Regions from separate parts of the Anser cygnoides genome. Here region 1 is linked to region 2. Evidence: chromatin contacts called from public Hi-C data. All regions are on one chromosome and are shown on one strand. Each heading gives the region's core, a stretch centred on a gene start, on an enhancer-like site or on the middle of the called end of the contact. The rest is flanking DNA. Distances are from core to core; before and after follow the strand shown. Region 1 has its middle 21 kb from the start of RHCG. Region 2 holds the start of LOC136791684.

Evidence for each region. Hi-C and Micro-C count contacts between places; a contact is called where the count stands out from the background.
Region 1: a contact with region 2 is called in a Hi-C map of fetal liver, with 2.0 times the contacts expected there. The contact joins the enhancer-like site here to the promoter of LOC136791684 in region 2. A contact is called at or near these places in 3 of 7 Hi-C or Micro-C datasets (fetal liver, granulosa cells and liver).

The regions. Positions count from the first base shown.
Region 1 is chr11:8,489,790-8,493,900 of Taihu_goose_T2T_genome, reverse strand. No RefSeq gene overlaps it. Among named protein-coding and RNA genes, the nearest start is that of RHCG, 21 kb to the left of the region's middle. Within about 2 kb of position 2,665, at least 1 of the 3 cell types and tissues checked has open chromatin away from gene starts, as enhancers often do. A contact at or near this core is called in fetal liver, where this site is marked.
Region 2 is chr11:8,428,589-8,432,165 of Taihu_goose_T2T_genome, reverse strand. LOC136791684 reads right to left here and starts at 2,214. Exons shown (of 4, transcript XM_067003763.1): 1 at 824-2,214. The coding sequence starts at 929.

The sequences.
Region 1 (4,111 bases), core at 1,416-3,915, 61 kb before region 2:
ACCCCTCGGCCGAAATAGCTCCCGAAGGGCGCGTTGGGGGGTAATTGCCGTGATAAGAGCTCGTCCGCTGGGAGCTGGGCTGAGACCTCTCGCAGCTCGTCTCACCCAAGGATGGGCAGCTCGTGGCCGTGCCGCTGGGGGCTGCGGAGCATGGCGCACCCACCGCCAGCATCCCGGGGACACGGGGACCAGGCTGCGCACGGGGTCAGTCCCGTCTCGCCCCGCGCCGCAGCCGGCGGGGAGGTGACGGGGGTTAATCGCCCACCGCCTCCCCTCTGACCCTTCTGTGGGTTTTTCTCTTGTATGGTCATTTAGCCGTCCCCTGACACAAAAGGGAGCGATTAAACACAGCTCAGGCCCTTCATGCTTTAGTGGATTAATTTGCTGATCCCCCACGGATTAAAGGTCTCGACAGGATCAGCGGGAGCAGCGGTGCAGACCCTGGCGGGAGGAGGCCACTGATAGTCCCGGGCAAGCCCCAGCCCGGAGCAATCCCCAGGGACCTCACCCCCTCCTCACGGTGTCACCGAGCTGTGTCAGGGTTCAAGGCATCGGAAGCTCGGCTAAATACCGGCTTCCCCAAATCCTCCCGCTCGCTTTGCTAGGCGAGCGGCCCCGCGCCCCTCGGGGGTTTCGGGCCATGGCCACGTCATTTGTAAAAGATGGGAGGGAGCAGGAATGCAGCACTCGGATGGAGAGTTGCACGCAGCGCTGCCACGGACGCGGCGTGGGCTGGGGGTCTCTAATCCTGCTCCTACAACGGAGGAGAGCTCATCCCCAAAGCCTCCGGCCGAGGCAGCAGAAGGGCGAGCAGGAGCAGCGGGGGAGAGGGGGACGAGTTTGGGGCGCTGCACCCGGCGGGGGCTGCACTGCCCTCCCCAGGCCCGCGGGAAGCAGAGATTGCATCTGCCTTTAATTACTCCCTCTCTGCATATCAGATGCTCGTGCACCTTCTGCACATGAATGCTGATTAATTGCAGGGTTAGGCTCTGAGGCAGGCCGGACCACATTATTTCTGATGTTTGCTCTTTTCACGAGGAGAATAAATGCCATGAATCCACAGTAATCAGTGGCTTTTAGCTTGTCACTCTTATGACACTCTTTACTTAGACCAGGAAATGGCAAATGTGGTGGAAATAAGAACTTTATTATCTATTTTTTTTGCTCCCAAAAGGGAGGTGTGTGTTGGGGGCTGGGGGGGTGGCAGAAGAAGGTGGTGGGGGCATCTCGCCGAGCGGGAGATGGAGAAAGAGGCTCCATTTTCCCTGCATCCAAGGAGCTGTGCTTCGCCGCGTTCGGCGAGAGAGAGAAGAAAAGCGGCGGCGGCGGCTTTGTGGCAGCTCCTCGGGGAGGAGGCCCCGGAGGGCAGGGGCGGTTGGGGGGTGCGGGGCCCTCGGGCTGGGCCATCCCCACCCGCCTGGGCCCCCCCGCTGCCGTCCGTGCTGGTTTGGTGGCCGCAAGCAGCATCACTGCGCCAGGTCACGCCGGGTCCCCAGGAGGTACGCCCGGGCATGCAGATGGTGAACGGGCCACCACGAGAAGATTGGGGTGTCCTGAGGCTCGTCTGGGGTGCTCAGGGCTCCTCCAGGGAGGGGGTGGCTGCACCCATGGGTGGGAGAGCTGCAGGGCTCTGGGTGTCACCCTGCTGTGGCCTCCACTGCGACCATGGCCTTGCAGCAAGGGACAGCCCGAAATATTTAACACGGACACACGCCGTAAGGCCACCTCCAGGGCTGGATGTCCCTTCAGGCCCAGGTGACATCCCCAAGCCCCACAGCCCGACGGGAGGAGAGGAGCGAGGAGGAGGACCCACAACATCCCGACGCCGAGCGGGGACAAACATCAGCACCGCGTCCCTCGTCCCCGGCCTTCCCTCGCCAGCAAACCCCGCTCGGCCCCAATCGGCTCAGGTGGGAAACCCTTTCACCGCCTCCCTCAATGCCCTGCTACCGATCTCATTGCCGCCTCTTAGCTCAGTGCGAGGGCAGCCCTCCGCTTTTCAGCCCCGAACATCTGGCGTGCAGCGGGCGGGCGGCCGCCGGCCGCCTCCGGCCCCCTCCCCGCGCCCCCGCCGGGGACGCCCGCAATTAGGCAGCCCCCGGCCTCGGCCCCGCTCAGGTGAGCGCCCAGCCAAGGAGGGGTAATTAAGGTTAATCAGGGGGCCGGGGGGTCAGGGCGGTGGTGGGGAGACCCCGCGAAGTCTAATGGCGGCCGTAATTAGGCAGCTGTGGAGAAGCGGTTAATGAAGACGGCGACCGTTAATAAAGCTCTTCCTGAGCAGCCTTCTGGCCCGGGTAATTGAGGGATTTGCAAGTGCCATCTCCCCCTTCGCCCTGTAATGAGCAGACCCCGCGGCCCGCCTTAACCCTTCCGGGGACAGAGCCGGTGGCGGCGGCAGGGCCCGGGCCGGGGCGCAGGGCGGCAGCCCCCAGCCTCTCCCACGCCAGGCCCTCGGCACCGGGTCCCCGGGAGCCCTTTGAGCCCCGCTCAAAGCGGCTGGCAGCGACTTTTCTCGCAGATGCTTGGGTTTCCCACGCCTGCCTCGGCATTATGCAATCCCCCCCCGGCCCCACCACCCACCAGCGCCGGGATGTCATCATCAGCCCCGGCCCTGGGAACCCACATTGTTAGCTTAGTAAATAGAGAAATCCCCACTCAAGCATTGCAAATGAGGGCAGAGGGGGAGCCGGGGAACCGCTGCGGCCGCTGCGGCCGCGAGGTCTCTCCCCTCTTTGAGTTGTCAGATGAATTCAGCGCTTAACAAAGAGCGAGGGAGGGAGCGGAGCTGCCGCTGCAGCTGGGCAGGGCGGCAGGAGGAGGCAGGATGGCGATGCCACCGGCCACCGCTCCGGCACGCAGCTCCGAGCCCCTTGCTACCTGCCCAAGCCTGGGCACCATCAGTGCCGTGTGCTCAGGGCTTGCAGTGCACCTGGGGGGACATTTCTGGCTGCAGGGTGGCCACGCAGGCCATGGTGACACGTCCCATCCCTGCTCAGCACCTCTGCTGCCCTTTGTACCCGCGTGGCTGCAGTGCCCTGGCCATCGTGCTGAGCCCTGGGGAGCCCCAGGGCCAAATCCCAGCTCCAGGGGGCTTCTGAGGCGACTGGGAGGTCTCCGAAATCTTTATTAAGATGCAGCGGCGTGGCTGCCCTTCCCTGACAGTTGCCTTAGCCTTGAGCTGGTGAAGGTCACGGTAATGCTCTGGGAGCTTAGCCAGCTTTCTTCCCTCTCGCTCCCTGCCTGGTGCTGGGAGCAGTGATGCTGTTTCCGAGCCACGCCGCGCTGCCCCAAAAAGCCCCTCCTGCAGGCTGCTTTTTGCAGGGTGCCGGCCCTGCCCTGCCTCTGCTTTGGCCCTGGGGATGGAGCGACCACACCGGGGGTTTTTGCATGGCCAAACTCTGCCCCTCCAGCAGAAGACCAAAGAGGGGCGGATGTAACACATCCTGCCCTGCGCGTGGCAATGAGGTGCTGGGAGAAGAGCGCAGCATTTTGATTCGGAAAGGGCAGAGAAGGAGAAGCCTCCCCCTGCAGCTCCATGCCCTGGGGGCCCAGGTGGCCACAGCGCTTGGCACCCGCACCAACAGAGAGCCACACGGGCTCTCTGCAGCCACACCAGTGCCCGGCATCTGCCAGCATACACACACACCCCGGGGCATCAGCGGTGGCTCAGCCCCATCCTTCGTCCCCCCCACAGCCCCGTGGCAGCACCCCCGGCCTAGCAGTGTGATAAATGAGCTCCCCTGCTCGTTGGCTCCGTCCTTCCCCTGGTGTGAGCAGGTTTCCTGACCTCAGCAGGTGGCCAGGGCTCGCCTCCCCGGCCGCAGGTGTGCCCGTGTTTGGGAGAACACCCAGGAAAACCGCCCCATGTCCCACAGCGCCCGGCTGCGGGGCTGCAAGTTAACGTCACTTCCAGCTATTTCAGGGCGCCTTTTTTCTTGGGCAGATCAAATTCCTATTAAATCGTGGATAAATAAAGAGGGAGAAAAGGCTCAGAGGTGACCAAGTGCAATCCAATAGCAGCCCGGTGGCTGCTGGTGTTGAGTATTACCAACACAGCCGTGTAATAAATACATCCTCGCCCCAATTATTTACCAGCAAACCTGCTTGGCAG
Region 2 (3,577 bases), core at 965-3,464:
CCCCGGGGTGCTGGGGGGGGCCCTGGAGACCCCAACCCCGGCCGAGGGCGCTCGCCCCACACCGGCTGGGGAAACGTGCTGGGGAGGCTCGGCGGAGAGCGCGGTGCTTTGTGTCGCCATGGGAACGGAATGCAGATTTGCCAATTGCTTTTTTTTTTTTCTCCTTCTTTCTTTCCTTTTTTTTTTTTTTTTTTTATTTGCCAGACATTGTAATACATATTATGTTTCAACTTCTCGGGCTTGCAGCGGAGGTGAGGGAGGCTTTGTGCCTGCCAACTGCTCGGCTCCCGGGGAAGCTGCGGGGCCGGCGGCTGCACGCCAGGAGGGGTGCACCCAGCAGCGGGACCCCTTCCCTTCCCAGGGGACCCCCCCCCCTCCCCGGGGACCCCCAGCTACGGACAAAAGCGAGAGCCAACGCGTGGGGGGGGGAGAGCGATCGCGTTATCAGCGAGCTGACCTTCCAAGAGGGAGGCCAGAATCAAGCCAAAAAGGAAAAAAAAAAGAGAGAGAGAGAGAAGAGAGACAGGGAGGAAGAGAGAAGGAAAATATCCCAAAACCGGGGGGTTTTGAGGTCGGACCCGCGGGGTGGGCACGGGGGAGGCTTTGTTAGGACAGGCGCCCGGGGCGCTCGCCCCCTCCAGCCTCCCGGACCCGGACCCGGCGGCCGCCCGCAGCCGGGAGCGGGTTTGTAGGGCTGCTTCCCGGCGTGCTGAGCCCCGGAGCGCTGCGGGCGTGTGCGCGGGGCTCGGCCGCCTCTCCCCGCCCTCCCGTCCCGCCGCCCGGAGCCCCGGGAGCGCCCCGACGGGGCGGGCGCGGCGCTTACCTGGAGCCCCGAGGTGGCGGGGCCGCGACTCGCCTCTGCTCCGGGCTCCAGCGGCGCCGGTCCTGCTGCAGCCTCTTCCCCGGGGGCGAGCAGGTTTGGAAGTCATTTCTACTTTCGGTTATCTAGCTTTATGATGGCTCCACAACACTCATACAGCTAGATAACCAAAGACAGAAACATCCCTCCGGCGGGGCTGCCGTCGGCTGCGGGGAGAGGGCACACGGCGGTGGGGGGGGGGGAGAGGGGAGGCAGAGCGGCCGGGATCTGCCAGCGGGGAGCCACAGAGGGAGAGAGAGAGGGGGGAAAAAGGGGGGAAAAAGAGAAAAAAAAAAAAAAAAAGATAAATACGAGGAGCGGAGGAGACGGAGCCGCGCTGCGGGAGCGAGCAAGGCACCGTAAGGGGCTGCGGGGAGCCGAGCCGTGCTGTGCCGAGCCGGGCAGAGCCGTGCCGAGCCGGGCAGAGCCGTGCCGAGCCGAGCCCCGCGCGGTCCCGACCCGGGCGGCAGCAGCAGCGCTCCCGCTCCCGCCCCGCCGCCCAACTTCTACTCCCCTCGCATGGTAATCGCCCCCTTTGGGAAGTGACGTCACGCGGCCCCCAGCCAATCGGCGGCCCCGCATTTAAATCCGCGCCCCCTTTTCCCGCGTTTTGGCGCCCCGGCCCCGGCCGAGCCCCCGCTGCTGGACGGGGCGGGCGGGACGGGGCGGGCTCGGCACGGCTCGGCACGGCTCGGCGCGGAGCGCAGCGGAACGCCCCCAGCTGCACCCTCCTCCCGCGGCGCCCCGGCACCCGCCTGCCCCCCGCCCGCCGCGCTTCGCCTCCCCGCCCGTGCTGGAGGAGCCGCGTTGTGGGGTGCCCCCCCCCCCCAGCCCCATAGTGCCCCCCTCGGCAACAACGAGGGGGCACGGGCGGGCAGCACCCCGGCACGGCACGGCACGGCACGGCACAGCGGACCCACCTGCAGCTAACTTCCCTCTCCTTGTCCTTCGCCCTCCCTTCGCCCTTTCCCCTCTCCCTTTCCCCGGCCTTTCCTTTTTCCCCTCCCTTCCCTTCCCCGTACATTTTCCTTCCCTTTTTCCCTCCCCTTTCCTTCTGCCTTTCCCCGGTCCCAGCACGCCGTTGCCCCCCCCCGTCCCTCACAGCCTCTCCTCCTGCAGCAGCGCCCGCCCCGTCCGGCCTCTGCACCTGGCCGGGCGTCGGGGCAGCCCGGAGGGCGCCTTCCCCGCAGCCAACGCGGGGCCGAGGAGCAGCCGGGCCGGGAATACGCCTGCGATCCCGCCCGGATCCTCTCGACACCCCTTTTTCCCCTCCGTTTTCATTATTTCCCCTCTAGGTTTTGCTCTTTCCCTCGCCGGTTCTTAGCGCGCCGTGCGTGCGGCGACGAACGCGGCGCATACAAATCCAACAGCAGCAATAAGAATAATAAAATGCCGGGAGGTAAATGTGATTATCTGGGATGCTTATCTGACCTGCCCCGCAAAAAAAAAAAAAAATAAAAATAAAAATAAAAATTGTAATCCGTCGCCGCTCCTAAACGTTGCTTTGCCTTAAATCTGAGGCTTAGCTAAAACGTGACCTGCTGCGAAACGGGGGAGCCGCGGAACGAAGCGATCGCTGCGGGAGCAGCCGCGGCTGAGCGCAGCCTGCCGGTCCCGGCAGCTCCGGCTCTCGGCGAGCTCCGCTCGGCTTCTTTATTTCTTCCTCTCCTCGCTTCCCCCCTCCCCGCCTTTCCTTTGAAAAATAATAATAATAATAATAAAATAATAAAAATTAAAAAAAAAATAAAAATAAAAATACGGGAGCTCAATTAGGCTGAAAGCTCAAAGCTCAGCCCTGGCAGCCCCTCCGCGCTCCCGGCGCGCAGCCGAGCCGAGCCGCCCTGCCTGCCTCCCGGCTGCCTTCCTCCTCCTCCCTAACGAGAAACGGGCCCGGGGGTGCCCCGGGCACCCCGACGGGGCTGCGGCGGGTGGGGAGGAATCTTTGCTCCTTCCCCAGCCCCTCGGTGCCATCCCCGCGCCCCCGAGCCGCTCGGGAGGGGGCTTGGCTGAGGTTATTCTAACCTGCCCTGGAGAGAGAGGAAAAAAAAATAAAAATAAAAATCCACTACAAATCGGATCTCCTTAATTTTCCGGCTGTGGATTTTCCCCTAATTTATTGCTGCCGTCGTTACGGTGATTGCTGCCCGTGCGTTCCCCGGCCGGGGCCGGGGAAGGTGCCCACCGGCCCCGCTCCCCGGGGCTGCCCCTCGGTGGCGGCGATACCGAGCGGTGCCCGCAGCCCGGTGCCCACGAAAGGGGCTCTCCCGGGCCGCGGCCCGGCCTCAGTTTCCCCCCGGGGGTGTCCCCGTTATCCCCCGGCCGCGGGGAGCACCGGGGGGCTGCCGGCGGCGGCGGCGATGCGGCCCCGCTCCGGTCCCGGTCCCCCTGCTGGGGTACAGGGAGCGGGCCCCCCTTTCTCCGCCGGGTAAGGGAAGGGATTTCTCTCCGCAGAAATAAATCCCGGGATTCTTCCCTGCTGCTTTTCGGCAACGCTTCGCTCGGCTCCGAGCCCCCCGCCTCGACCCGCTCCGTGCAGGCGGAGGCCCGGCACCTAGGAGAAAAACGCTGCTGGCCTTTGGGGGATTTTTTCCTACCGCTTGGGCGTTGGTTTATATATTTTTATTTTTATTATTATTATCATTTTTATTATTATTTAGGGCGCAGTTTAAGCAGGACGCGTACAAAATGGCTCCTTGGCACATCGCAAAGCAGCGGCGA